2 separate regions of the Pan troglodytes genome follow, and region 1 is linked to region 2. Evidence: chromatin contacts called from public HiChIP or PLAC-seq data. All regions are on one chromosome and are shown on one strand. The core of a region is the stretch at or near the end of the contact, and the rest is flanking DNA. Distances in the headings are between cores, read along the strand shown.

Region 1 (6,727 bases), core at 1,986-4,485, 200 kb before region 2:
GAGGCTGCAGTGAGCCATGCTTGTGCCACCGCACTCCAGCCTGGGCAACAGAGCAAGACCCTTTCTTTAAAAAAAAAAAAAAAAAAAAAGAGGGTCTTTTTGCTCTGGGAAGTATGTCTGCTTGGCCCTGCCAGTTCTGTCCAAAACCTTCCAGAGACAAGAAGAACAACCAATCCCAACTAAAACCTTTTTAGACAACGCCTTTGAAAGGCCAGAGGTGGAATGTTCCAAGCTAGCATTCATCCAGCTCCCAGCCTCTCTGGCACTATCCATGCCTAGTGGCCATGAGACAGGGTTTTCCCCACCTTTGACCTTTAAAAAAGCTTTCAAAGACGTGGCCAGCCAATCTTCCCAAAGCACGAATCACAGCCCAGACACCTGAGGCATCCAGGTGGCACGACCACAGTCTACTAGTCTGCTGGGAGAAGACTGGGCCCAAATGGTACCAGTCCCTTGGTGGAAGCAGAGGGAACCAGGTGGAATCCAGGCCTTTGGAGCAGAGGCCAGAGGGCCCACTGTCTCTGTAAATGTCAATAAGCCAGGATATCAAGTACTCTAATGAGGCTAAGCAATGTGGGGCACGGGTGGACTGAACTAATCTCGTCACGTCTTCAAACTTCAGATTTCTACTTAACATGGGGACAACAGCGATACCCACCTTGCAGGCTGCTATCTGGTTTGAACAAGACCATCTGTCAGTGCCCAGCAGTGAGGCGGTAACACTAAGATTTCAAGAGTCAGTTTCCCTCTGCTCCACCTCAGGCAAAGTGTCCTCCTTGCTGTCCTCAAATGTGTCAGGCCACCCTGCCTCTAACGCAGCCTTGCTATTCTTGTTGTCTGGAATGGTCTCTCCCCTGTTAACTACACAGCGCACTCCCTCATTTCCTTCAGGTCTCTGCCCAAATGACACCTTCTCAATGAGACTTCCTTGACTACCCTACTTACAATCGAAGTCTGACATCCCTTATCCCCCTTGCCTGCCTTACTTTTATAGCAAGCACCAACCATCATTGGATATACTATATCATTAACTTATTAAACTTTTTCTATTTGTCACCTGTCTGCTCCTACTAGAATGTGTGCTCCATGACGGCAGGATATTTTTGCTCCAATGAAGATGGGTACTATCTCTTGCTCCCCTTATCTGTGAAGTATCATAACTGCGGTAGGAAGAGCAAGTGAGGTTCAGAGAAATTGGGAAAAGCATAGATAACGTCTTAGGGCCCATCACCCTTCAGTCCCTCCAGGAGGTTCTGAGAGCAAGCATTAGGAGCAGAGCCTACACCACAGGGCAAAGGGATCTGACTACTTAGGATACTGTCTCACCAGTTCAAAACTCTCCATTGGTTTACCACTGCTCTTCCAAGGAAGATCAAACTGCCCACCAGACCACTCCAGTCAGCCCCTGCCTCCATCTCCCCAGGGGCATCTGGCCCTTGTACTTCACACTTCAGCCACTATGGACATTTTTTTTTTTTTGAGATGGAGTCTCGCTTTGTCACCCAGGATGGAGTGCAGTGGCTCAGTCTCAGCTCAGTGCAACCTCTGCCTCCTGGGTTCAAGTGATTCTCCTGACTCAGCCTCCCGAGTAACTGGGACTACAGGTGCACGCCACCATGCATAGCTAATTTTTGCATTTTTAGTAGAGACAGGGTTTCACCATGTCGGTCAGGCTGGTTTTGAACTCCTGGCCTCAAGTGATCCGCCTGCCTCGGCCTCCCAAAGTGCTGGGATTACAGGCGTGAGCTACCGTACCTGGCCTGCTATGGACTTAAAAAAAATTTTTTTTTGAGACAGTGTCTTGCTCTGTTGCCCAGGCTGGAGTGCAGTGGCATGATCATGGCTCATACTGTATCCTCAAACTCCCGGGCTCAAGAGAGTGGACTTTCTCCAGGCCAGTGTGTACACAAGTTCCCTCCTACCACAAGGCATTTACACCTCAGCTATTCCTGACCAGGGCAATCTGCCATCCATCTCTCTTTTTTTTTGAGGCAGAGTCTCGCTTTATCGCCCAGGCTGGAGTGCAGTGGCACGATCTTGACTCATTGCAACCTCTGCCTCCCGGGTTCAAGCAATTCTTGTGCCTCAGCCACATGAGTAGCCAGGATTACAGGCGTGCGCCAACACGCCCAGCTAATTTTTGTATTTTTAGTAGAAACGGTGTTTCACCATGTTGGCCAGGCTGGTCTCGAACTTCTGACCTCAGGTGATCCGCTAGTCTCGGCCTCCCTAAGTGCTGGGATTACAGGCGTGAGCTACCGTGCCCGGCCCATCCCTCTCATTCTTAACACTTATTGCGGTGCTAAGCATATAGTCACTTTTGTGATTCTTTGATTTGTCTACCTTACTAGAGTGTAAGCTCCAGGAGGGCTGAGAGACGGTGCTCACCATTCGAACACCAGGAAGCACCGAGTACCGGATTAACGTTGAATTAATCAAGTAAGAAATGACTGTACCACGAGTTCGAGTACCAAAGCTGACCGTCTCAGTACAGACAATCGCTAAAGGCCTGAGTTCCAGCTCAACTAAGAGGCTGTAGGGTCCCTTCTCCAGGCGCTCCCCCGAGGGGCTGGTCGCAATCCACCCCCGAGACTCGCAGCAACCTCCTTGCCCCAGGGGGGGCCGCGCTGAGCCTAGCCACGTGGCGGGAGACTTAGGAAACTTAAAATACCCGCTACCAGGAAGGGCGTGGAGGTAAGGGAAGCGGGAATTACAAAGTTCGGCCCCTGCGAGCACACTTTCTGGCCCAACCCACTGCCCGGATGAGGAAAGTGAGGCCCAGGGGAACTGAAGTCGCAGTGGGGAGGCAGAGATTGCGGCTCCTCCGGTACCCCTGGCCGCGCCGTCGAGCACTGCGGGACCCGGCTCCGGGCGCCTGCCGGGTCGCCTGGGGACGGGGCGCGGGCCGCGGGCCGCTGATCTCCACATCTTGCACGCGGCCCTCGCACACGGCCCACGAACGCTTACCTGGCCGCTCTGCTCCTTCACTTCCCGCGCCGCACGCACATAGCCAGCCCGCAGCAGATGGTGGTAGATCAGGGGAAGTAGCTCCCGCCGCTTCCTGGCCTCGGCCATGCCCGCGACCCCCGGCCGGCCGGCTACCTGCACGCCCCGCCTTAGTCCCCGCCCGCCACTTCCCTCGCGCCCTTAGACCTCGCGCGCCCCACTTCCGGCTCCTCTTTCGCTCCGGCCGCGCGGCGCGCCGGGAAACGTAGTCCCCTCTCCGGGAGTGGCCGGCCCCGCCCCTCAAGGCGAAGGGGGCGGAGACTCGTGATCAACAAGACCGCCCATGGGCGCGGAGCAGGCGGGGCTAGACAGGGACCCGCCCCCGGGGCCGGCCGGGACTTGGACGACTCTCTTTTAATCCTTCCGGCTGGCTTCTTGAAGAGATTTATCTTCCTTGTTAATTCTCTGATGGCTGGGTCTGCGTTTTACTCATCTCTGAACTCCCTAATCTGGATCTTTCTCTAGATCCGAACTTTGTACTGCCATTACCTGCTCATTTATCCATTTCGCACGGTTTTTGGTGCCCATGAACCAGACACGAGTTGCCAGTTTATTCATTCATTCATTCGCTAACTGAACAAATCTGTAGTAAGCACCTAACTTGGGCTAGCACCCGGCTAGGCTAGGGGGATTCAAAAGATGCATAATACATGGCAGTTGCCCTCAAAGCTCACAGAGACGACTGTCCGTAACCAAGCAACTATAGTTCAATATCTGGTGTGCCTTGTCAGGGACAGATGCAGCCTATGGGCGCCCCAAGGAGGAGCACCGAACCCCAGAGAGATAGCTGAGGCATAAAGACACCCGAAATTGCTGGGTGCAAAGGAGAGGACTGGCAGAGGGCGCTGCATGAGTCTAGGCATGAGAAAACACCCTGCTATTGCCTGGGAACCCTAAACCCAGAACCCCTAGTCTGCGCTGCTGGGCTGTCCAGGTGGGGTGGGGTGAGGTGGGGAAGAGGGAACAAATGAGGGCACATGAGGATGAAGAAGTAGACAAGGCCTACAACTCCCCCACCCCCAACAGAGTTTGGACTTGCTCTGAGGGCATTAGATAGTCTCTGACTGGCTTTTCTGAGGAGGTTGACCCTGTTTTGTGTTTTTGAAAGATTGCTAAAACCAAAGCACATACCATTAATACTAAATGTGAGGCTGTTGTAGTTGTTGAGGGAAGGATGGCAGGGAAAAGGTGAGGTAGGCTGGAGAATGTTAGAGTGAGCTGTTCTTAACTTCATGGACCCATTGAGAATCTGAGGGCAGCATGTTTCTTACGGGTGCAGGAGTCTCTAACCCTAGGAGGTCCAGGTATGTGGTTATCTTTGTCTTGAACTTGAATGGAAAATGTTATGTGTCTGTACACATTCAACATTTCCCTTTTTCTTGAGCAAATATTTATTGAGTACCTACCATTGGGGTTGGAATAGTCTCTACTCCTATAGAGCTTACAGTCTAGTGATGGAATTGTCTCTACTCCAATAGAGCTTACAGTCTAACGGAGGAGACACATACTAAACTAATAGTCATACAATAGTGTTACAAACAGCGGGTTAAGTGCAGGAAGGAAAAGGATAGTGTTTTCTTATGTAATAATATAGTGTTTAAAAGCTGCACTGGAGTCACACTGCCTGGGTTCAAATTCTGGCTTTGCCTCATTAACTAGGTGACTTTGGGCAAGTCACTGTGACTCAGTTTCTTTATCTGTACAATGGAGATAATTATAATTTCTACCTCACTGGGTTGTCATAAGGAGTAAATGAATTCTCAGCAGAAATGCTTAGAGGAGCTCTGAACAATAGCGCTCTCTGTGTGCGTGTGTGCTATTATTGTGAAAGCATATAACAGGAAGGAGGGATCTATTTTTTTCTTGGGAGTTAGGGAAGGATTCCCTGAGAAATTAATGGTTATGAGGAAACCAGAACTGTGTGTAAGGGAGAGTCAGAGAGAAGAAACCTGAGCAGAGGGAAGAACCTGTGCAAAGGGCTTAGGGCAGAAGGTACAGCTGAGAGAATAGACACAAAAAGGCCTTTGTAGCATGGTCCGGAGGGAGAGCAGGGGGACTGGGGAGTGTAGAAGGTGGGCAGAGGGCAGACTCCATGTGAAGGATTGGCCACATCAGGGTTTTTTTTTCTCCATCCTAAGAGCCATTGGAAGCCACTGACGGTGTAAGCCCAAGAGGTACAGGATGAAATCTGAATTTTACTGTGACCTGTGTGCCTGCCCAGTGGAGAGTGGAGTGTGTCTGGTGGGTATGAGTAGATGTGGGAAGACAAGTCAGGGTTAGGAGTGCAGGCAGGCATCCAGGGAGAAGACAGTGTGTGTGTGTGGGGGCGGCGGGGGGGGCGGGTGGTAGGTGGCGGGGGCAGCGGGGAGGGTGCTGGTGGCAGTGGAGTTGAAGAGAGTGGAAGGTTCCCAGAGTTAATCAGGAACTAAAGTTTTCACAGAGGTGTGTTGGAATGGGAGGGGAAGGAAGAGGCAATGTCAGAATGGACCTTGAGGTTTCTGTGCAAACAAGTAGGCAGTATCTTTCACTGAGATAGAAAAAACTGGAAGAGGACTGAGACAGGGGGGTGGTTTGATTGAGGAGAGGAGGATGTGGACAGAGAGGTGAAAGTATATATTCTATATTAGACATCTTGAGCTTGAAATGCCTTACAGTCACCACATGCAGATGTTGAGAAGGTTCTTGGAAACCTGGGTTTGGACGTGGCGTGGAGGTCTGGGCTAGAGATGAAGATGAGAAGTTGTCGATAGAGAGATGATAATTGCGGCTGTGGATGAGGAGAAGCTTACCCAGGGAGAAGAATGTGGAGAGAGAAGAGAGATGGCCCAGGATGAAGTTTTGAGGTACATCTACAGATTAGGGCTGTGTACAAAAGGATCTGCCTGCAAAGGCTGATCAGGAGTGGCTGGACAGCTTGGAGAAAGCCCAGGAGAGTGGGCTTATGGAAGGAGGCCAAGGGAGACATTTTAGAAAGCTGGGAAGACTTGATGGAGGGAATGCTCTGAGAGGTCAGATAGGAGGAGGGTGCAGCCCTGGGCTTTGGTTTATGGACAGGCGTGGAGATTGTTGGGGACTTAGGGAGGGCTATTTACGTGTGGCATGATGGAGGGGGTCAGATGGCAGTGGTCAGATGAGTGCAGGAGGGATGAGGGAGGCAGTGGGTCTTTCGAGAAGTTTTTGTATAAAAAGGACGAGAAAGATAAAGTGCTAGGGCCAATATGTATGTTAGGGGAGGTGTGTTTCAAGGTAGAAGAAACCTGAGATTTGTTTAAAAGTGAATGGCAGATCCAGGAGAGAGAGGTTAACCAAGAGTGTAGGAAATAGGGGAGATAATCAGCGAGTAAAGTTCTCTCAAGCATGTGCGAGGGGCTGGGATCAGGCATGTGGGTTGGGGGGGTTCGTCTTGGGGAGGAGGAGGGATGAGTTCTCTAGAACCCAAAAGCAGGAACAAAGAGAGGATGGGTGCAGATGTAGATGTAGGTTTATAGTGGGATGTTAAGGGAGATTTCATTTTGAGCTTCTATTTTTTCTGCAAAGTGGGAGGCAAGGTCTTCTGCTGAGAGTGAAGAAGAGGTGGTGAGGAGTTTGAAAGAAGAATGATCATTCAGAGTGTTGAGAAGCAACTTGCCCACAAAATCCCCAATTGCCTGACAGCCTTGGCTCCCCAGTTGAGGTTGGTGGTCCTTATGTATGTGTGTCTCGTCCTGTCCTGCTGAGTGAA
Region 2 (6,940 bases), core at 145-2,644:
CTTGAAAGTATCTTGTTGAGGCTGGGTGAGGTGGCTCAAGCCTGTAATCCCAGCACTTTGGGAGGCTGAGGTGGGTGGATCATGAAGTCAGGGGTTTGAGACCAGCCTGGCCAACATAGTGAAACCCGGTCTCTACAAAAAATACAAAAATAGCCAGGTGTGGTGGTGTGCACCTGTAATCCCAGCTACTTGGGAGTCTGAGGCAGGAGAGTCACTTGAACCTGGGAGGCGGAGGTTGCAGTGAGCCTGGACTGCGCCATTGCACTCCAGAGCAAGACTCCGTCTCAAAAAAAAAAGAAAGTATCTTGTTGAGTGACTGAATGAAAGAGCCACAGGGGGAACCTAGGAAGAAAGCAGGGCAGGGGGTTCATCTACACTGGAATAAGGGTCTCGGGTGGGGGTCAGATGACTTGTGTCTCTTCCATCATGTGTCTCATGAGACCTAGTTCTGCCCCAGCTCTGCCATTGCTGCGTAAGCTTGGGAAGCTTATTTTGCTCCTCTGGGCCTCAGTGCCCCATCTATAAAATGGGGCAAATAATCCTCTCTTTGCACCCCAGGGGCTTTGAGACGTGAAAAGGAATGTATCTGTCAATATCCAGAGATATCCAATCTGTGCTGGATGACCTTGACCAAATCACATTCCCTCTCTGTGCCAATTCACCCCTGGGCCTTGGTTTGTCCTTCTGAAAAATGGCTGATCATCTTGGAGGATCTTTCCATCTCCTCCATGTCACCTCTTCTCAGCAGTGCTCTCTGATTCTCTCAGGCTTCCGTTAGGGGTCCTTCTAAATGCACTCTCAGCCTCCTGTCTGCCCACCGGGCACCTGCTTGCCCAATGAATATCTTGCTCACTAGCCTGGTGCTTCTGAGGTCAGGACCACGTCTTGCTAGTGTTCCCTGCACCCAGTACAGTGTTAGAATGTAGTAAGTGCTCAGTATGCTTGTTCAATGAATGAAGGTTGACTGAATCAACCACAGAGATGATCAGAGTCTCCTTTACAGATGGGGAAACTGAGGCACTGAGCAATGATCTCCCTGCGTGCCATGGCAAGGGGAGGCCGCCACCCGACATGGGCATCGGGAAAGTGGGGCCGAGGCCAGTCTTTGACAAAAGTGACTCAGCAGCCGGCGGCTGGCGTGGGCTGTGGAATTTCTAAGCATCCCCTCACATCCTGAGCGAACGGGCGATGGGAGGGAGTAAGCAGAGGGAAAAGAAGAAAAACAAGAAACTTGGGGGAAAAGAAAGAGAGAGGGGGGAAAAAACTGAAATTGAAAACAGACGCACGCGTCCACCCTCCCTGCCCCGCCGCCCCCCCCTTCTCCCAGCTGGGCCAATCAGAAGCCACCCTGCAGCCTTTCCCCCAAAGTGGCGGGGGAAGTGGGGGGGCATGGAAGCCCACAGTGGTGTGAGCTCCTGAGGCTGCCAGCAGCCAGCAGTGACTGCCCGCCCTATCTGGGACCCAGGATCGCTCTGTGAGCAACTTGGAGCCAGAGAGGAGATCAACAAGGAGGAGGAGAGAGCCGGCCCCTCAGCCCTGCTGCCCAGCAGCAGCCTGCGCTCGCCCTGCCCAACGCAGACAGCCAGACCCAGGGCGGCCCCTCTGGCGGCTCTGCTCCTCCCGAAGGATGCTTGGGGAGTGAGGCGAAGCTGGGCCGCTTCTCTCCCCTGCAGCAGCCCCCTTCCTCCATCCCTCTGTTCTCCTGAGCCTTCAGGAGCCTGCACCGGTCCTGCCTGTCCTTCTACTCAGCTGTTACCCACTCTGGGACCAGCAGTCTTTCTGATAACTGGGAGAGGGCAGTAAGGAGGACTTCCTGGAGGGGGTGACTGTCCAGAGCCTGGAACTGTGCCCACACCAGAAGCCATCAGCAGCAAGGTAAGTGCTGGAAAAAGTGGGAACCCCAGCCCCATGCCCTGTCCCTTTGCCCTAACCTGCATCTCTTCGAGTAGGTAAAAAAAAAAAAAAAAAAAAAAAAGGGAAGATATTTTTAACAAAACAAGATGAGAGGAGGCTGGGAGACTGTGGGTGATGTCAGGGCTGGAGGAGCCAGTTTTCTCCTTTCCCCTGCTCTGGGTTGAGTGGCCTCCACCTCATCATCCCTGCTGCTCCTGCCTTCATCAAACAATCCTCAGGGGTTTCTGGGTGCTGACTGGGGGCCTCCAAAGTACAGCACAGTCAATGGGGAGTGAGGAGAGCTGGGAAGAGCGGGAGAGGGGAATTGGGAGAAGGTAGGCAGGGTACACAGAAAGCAGGGGACTGGGGACCTCAGGACCATAGCCGCTGTTCCTTGGCCCAAGCCTTGTTTCTAAGAATCAGTCTGGCTTTAGGCCAGTCAGCCGCCAGGCAACCTTTGGGGATTTAAATGGATTTGCAAATTTTCTAGATTCTTAAGATATCCTTCTAAACCCCCAGCAGCTAGAAAAGTTTGAGGGCTAGGAAAGTTCGAGGGTGATGGGAGGCCATGGCAACCCCCTAGCGGTCATGCTGCTGGGTCTGGGGGCTGGGACCTGGCTGTCAGATCTGGGGGCTCCTCTGTGAAGAAGGGGTCAGCCACTGGGCCATTTCCTTTGGTCCCAGGCAGCTGCTCAGGCCTCCTCGTTGTCTCCCTCCTTCTGGACTCTACCCCTTCTCCATGCCGTTCTAAAGCATAAATCCAATCACACCACCTCCCTGCCCAGGATCCGCCTATGGCTCCCCAGTGCCTGGAGAAAGTCCCAGCTCCTAACAGAGGCTGCCACTGCTTGACACTTACTGCACGCCGCAACTGTGCTGAGTGCTTTATGAGACTGATCTCATGTAATGCTCACCAGCAACCCCAGAGGCAGTGAATGTTTTTACCTCCGTTTTATACATGAGGAACTTGAGGCTCACGCAGCCACATAACTGTAGCCACACAGCTAGTAAGTGGCACAGCCTGGAGAGGTTGGAATCTCCCCGTGCCCCATTACTCCAAACTTGGGCCTTTTGTTCCCGCCAGTCAGATCCCAGAATTCCCAGAAGGAATGCGCACCATCCTGCTTGTGGGCATTTGCCCTCCCTCTTCCCCCTTTCTGGAATGCCCTTCCTCATCACTTTTCTTTCAGGGATATTCCATACACCACCTCTTCCAGGCAGCCTTCCTAGGTTCTTCGTGTCTTCCAAGTGCTAGCCATGCACTTTGTGCTGAAGCCATGTTACTTGGCCCTCCCCTGTTGGTGATCTGTTTATGTTGTGTTTGTTCATCAGAGATTGTTCAGGCCCCAGCAGTCAGAACTGAGGCCGCACTTTCTGCTGGGGAAAGGTTTAAGGTTTCCCCATCCTGTGCTCTGCCCCAAGTGCCCAGCCCTGGATAGGCAGTGCGGCTGAAAAAATGTCCTGGTGAAAGGGAGGAGGAGCTCACTGAAGACCTTCTGCTCCCAAGTGTGAGACTAGAACCCAGGCCTCCAGCCTTCTCACAGGTGCCCTTCCAGGACATCGTGTGGCTACTCCAGGCAGCATTCCTCCATTGCAAGCAGGGAGGAGTATCTCTGCTTCCCTCTGTGACCTCCCGATTGCACAGAGGCCTCTAGTGACAAGTTCTGAAGTCATGCAGTCCTCCCCTGTCTCCAAGCAGGAGACCCTGAATCCACAGCCTTCAGGGACATACAGTCCCTGAACACCTACCTCATGCAGGCATAGAGCCTGGTACTTCACACACCTTGGAGTCCTCATGGCAAGTTTTTGAAATCAATGTTATTACCTACTTTTTGTAGATGAGGAAGCTGAGATCTGGAGAGGCTAAGTGACTTTCCCAGGGCCATACGGTGAGTTAAGGTGGTGTTTAGGCTGAAGTCTGCCTGACTCTAAAGGCTTACCTCGTGCTCCCCGGGAAGCTCCCAGTCAGAGGGAAGAATCTCCATCCTCCTGCAGAGCCTGCTCCTGGCTTCAGCACCTTCCCCAGCAGAAAGTGCAGCCTCAGGTCTGACTGCTCCAAGGTCTGCCCGGGCCCTGGCTTGGTCTTGAGAGAGGAAAGAGACCATCTGGTCAGCACCCTCCTCCCAGACAGCAGTTATCAGCAGCCCCCCTCCTCTGCGGGAAGAAGAGCTGGGACTTATAATTGCCCACAGATGTGGGGCAGGCAGTGGAAAGCACCGTGGATCCAGAGTCAGGAGACCCAGTGCTTGCCCTGGCTCGATTTAAATCCACCGTGTGGCCAACCTCAGACCCCCCACATCCCATCTCTGGGCTCCTTCTGTAGCTGGGAGGCAGTGAGCGCTGTGGGTAACCAGCACCAGGCTTGGGCATCAGATGACTATGCATTGACCCCGAGTCAGTTTCTGGCTGACTGTGTGACCCCGGGGCAGCACCTTGCCTCTCTGGGCCTCAATCTCCTTCTCTGTGAGCAGCAGGACCGTGTGTGGGCTCCATGAGACAACAGCATTGGCAAGGTGCTTACCACAGTTCCTGCACTTCACAGCTGGACCTCTGGCCACTGGCTGAGAGAACCACTGCTCTCCTGGCCTCCTGCATTGGAACACTTGGCTGTGAAATTAATCTGCAACCTGCAAAAGGCTCTGCCCACGGAAGGGACCTGGACACCATGTATGTTCCAAAGATCCGTGTCCGTCCTCCAGGCACAGGCCACAGTCTGACTCTGAGACCAGCTGCCTTCTAGGCTAAAGGAGGGTGCTCTGGGCATTGGCTCAGAACAGGCTGCTGCTGAATGCAGTGGGAAGGGAGAAAGGGATGAAAAGGTCTTCTGAAATGCCCACCCATTTCTTGCATTTGATTCAGAACCCAGTGGGCAGTGGGTTCTTGGAATGGGAATCTTTTTGGTGCCCCCTGTCTTCTGACCCAGAGCGTTAGGAGGGAAGGGAAGGGGTGTTGGGCCCCTTCCCAGGGTCAGGGCTTGTAGCACCTCAGCTGGGAAGCAGTGTGAGCATGATGATATAACAGGAACCAACTCGTTCTTAGCACTTTCTGTGTCTACTTCAATTGTGCTTTACATCTGTTACCTCAAAGTTGCTGCTGTATTCCTCAGCACTTGGAACATGCTGGGCATTCAGGACATTCTTAATAAATATTTACTGGATTAATTTAACCATCGAGGCTGGGCACGGTGGCTCACACATGTAATCCCTGCACTTTGGGAGGCCGAGGCGGGTGGATCACCCGAGGTCTGGAGTTTGAGACCAGCCTGGCCAACATGGTGAAACCCTGTCTCTACTAAAAATACAAAAATTAGCGAGACGTGGTGGCGCGCACCTGTATCCCAGCTACTCAGGAGGCTGAGGCACTAGAATTGCTTGAATCCAGGAGGCGGAGATTGCAGTGAGCCTAAGCGACAGGGCAAGACTGTCTCAAAATAAATAAATAAATAAATAAATAAATAAATAAACCGTCACAGCAACCTCAAAATTAGATATATAAACTCTCCCCACTTTTTTTTTTTTTTTTTGAGATGGAGTCTCACTCTGTTGCCCAGGCTGGAGTGCAATGGTATGATCTTGGCTCACCGCAACCTCCGCTTCCCAAGCTCAAGTGATTCTCCTGCCTCAGCCTCCCAAGTAGCTGGGATTACAGGCGTGTGCGCCACCATGCCCAGCTAATTTTTATATTTTTAGTACAGATGGGGTTTCACCGTGTTGGCCAGGCTGGTCTCGAACTACCTGACCTCAAGTGATCCGCCTGCCTCAGACTCCCAAAGTGCTGGGATTACAGGCGTGAGCCACCGCACCCAGCTAAACTCTCCCCATTTTACAGGTGAGAAAGTGCGCAGAGTCAGTTGCCTAAAGTCCCACAGCTCGGAAGTGGCGGAGCTGGGATTTGCACCTGGGTGTTTCTGACTCCAGATCCCCTTGATGAGAGGCTGGATGGGGCCTGGGATGCCCCTGGGGATCCAGTGTAAACCCTGAGAATGTGCCTCAGCTGTGGGGGCCCTCAGCATTCCAGAGGTAGTCATCAGACCCTAGAACCCTATGGGACTGTGCACAAATCGTTCCCTTCTGGGGCCTCAGTTTTCCCATCAGTCAAACAAGGAGGTTGACCCAGATGATGGTAAATCTTTCTTCCAGCCCTAAAACAATTTCAGGATTCCAAGCCATGCCAGCCCAGATTGGCAGCTGCACAAGCCTTGCTGTGTACTCAGGGATCATGCATATTTAATTTCACAATGAAAGGGTTTTTTTCTTACCCTTTTTCTACACATTACAGAAAGAGGTCAGGATCGATGACCACTAATGGAAAACTTTAACCCGCAATAACAATGAGGAACTTTCTGACAATTAGTGTGGCCCCTTAACGTGCTCAGTTTGTTGAGGAGCTCAGAGGGCTCCTACAGTTCCCACATGCCCATTTTCCTGGGATACTGAGCAGGGAGGGTCGGGGAGGAAGGCCCACTAGAGGCTGCGTGTGGATGCTGTAACCCTTTAGGTCTCTCCCAGTGCTGCGTTTTCAAACCTCATATGCTCTAATTTCAAGAGGAAGCAAGGCTTTGGCCCAGATGAGTGATGGGATCCAGAGGTGAGGGGGGAAATGGACACAGGGACCTACCTCTGGTGGGAGTGGGTGTGAAATTCGCATGCTTGTTGCTTCCAGTGTGGAAGCCCACCTCACATCCCTCCTGAGCCCTCAGGCCCAGATCCTCAGGATAAAGTCTTTCTGAACCTCCAAGCCTTAGCCCCAGAGCCCACCCTGCCCCCGCCCCCTACATCCACCACATGCTTCCTGGGGTAGCCCACCCCCAGCCTGGTGCAGGAGGCTGAAAATCAAAGTGTACTGCTTTAACCGCATTAAAATCCCCTCCTCTCCTCAGTTCAGATCAGGGCTATTTGATGTCTCAGGTGCCTGAAACCTTTTATCTGCCAGAGGTACCAGCTTCTCCGCCCTGTGATGGAGAGGGCTGTCCCTTGGGAGGGTCAGGGGGTCTGAAAGTTCCTGAATGTCAGAGATGAAAAGGACTTTTGGGGGTCACCTGATCCAA

What was found. HiChIP or PLAC-seq counts read pairs in DNA pulled down with a chosen protein or histone mark.
Region 1: a contact with region 2 is called in an H3K4me3 HiChIP or PLAC-seq map of stem cell-derived excitatory neurons, with 3 times the contacts expected there. The contact joins the promoter of TCOF1 here to the promoter of PDGFRB in region 2. A contact is called at or near these places in 1 of 7 Hi-C or Micro-C datasets (stem cell-derived neural progenitor cells) and 1 of 1 datasets of contacts at active chromatin or transcription factors (stem cell-derived excitatory neurons).

The regions. Positions count from the first base shown.
Region 1 is chr4:148,079,969-148,086,695 of NHGRI_mPanTro3-v2.0_pri, reverse strand. It overlaps TCOF1 (treacle ribosome biogenesis factor 1), which reads right to left and starts at 3,235. Exons shown (of 26, transcript XM_016954046.4): 1 at 2,968-3,235. The coding sequence starts at 3,075.
Region 2 is chr4:147,876,320-147,883,259 of NHGRI_mPanTro3-v2.0_pri, reverse strand. PDGFRB (platelet derived growth factor receptor beta) reads left to right here and starts at 1,394. Exons shown (of 24, transcript XM_054684697.2): 1 at 1,394-1,875.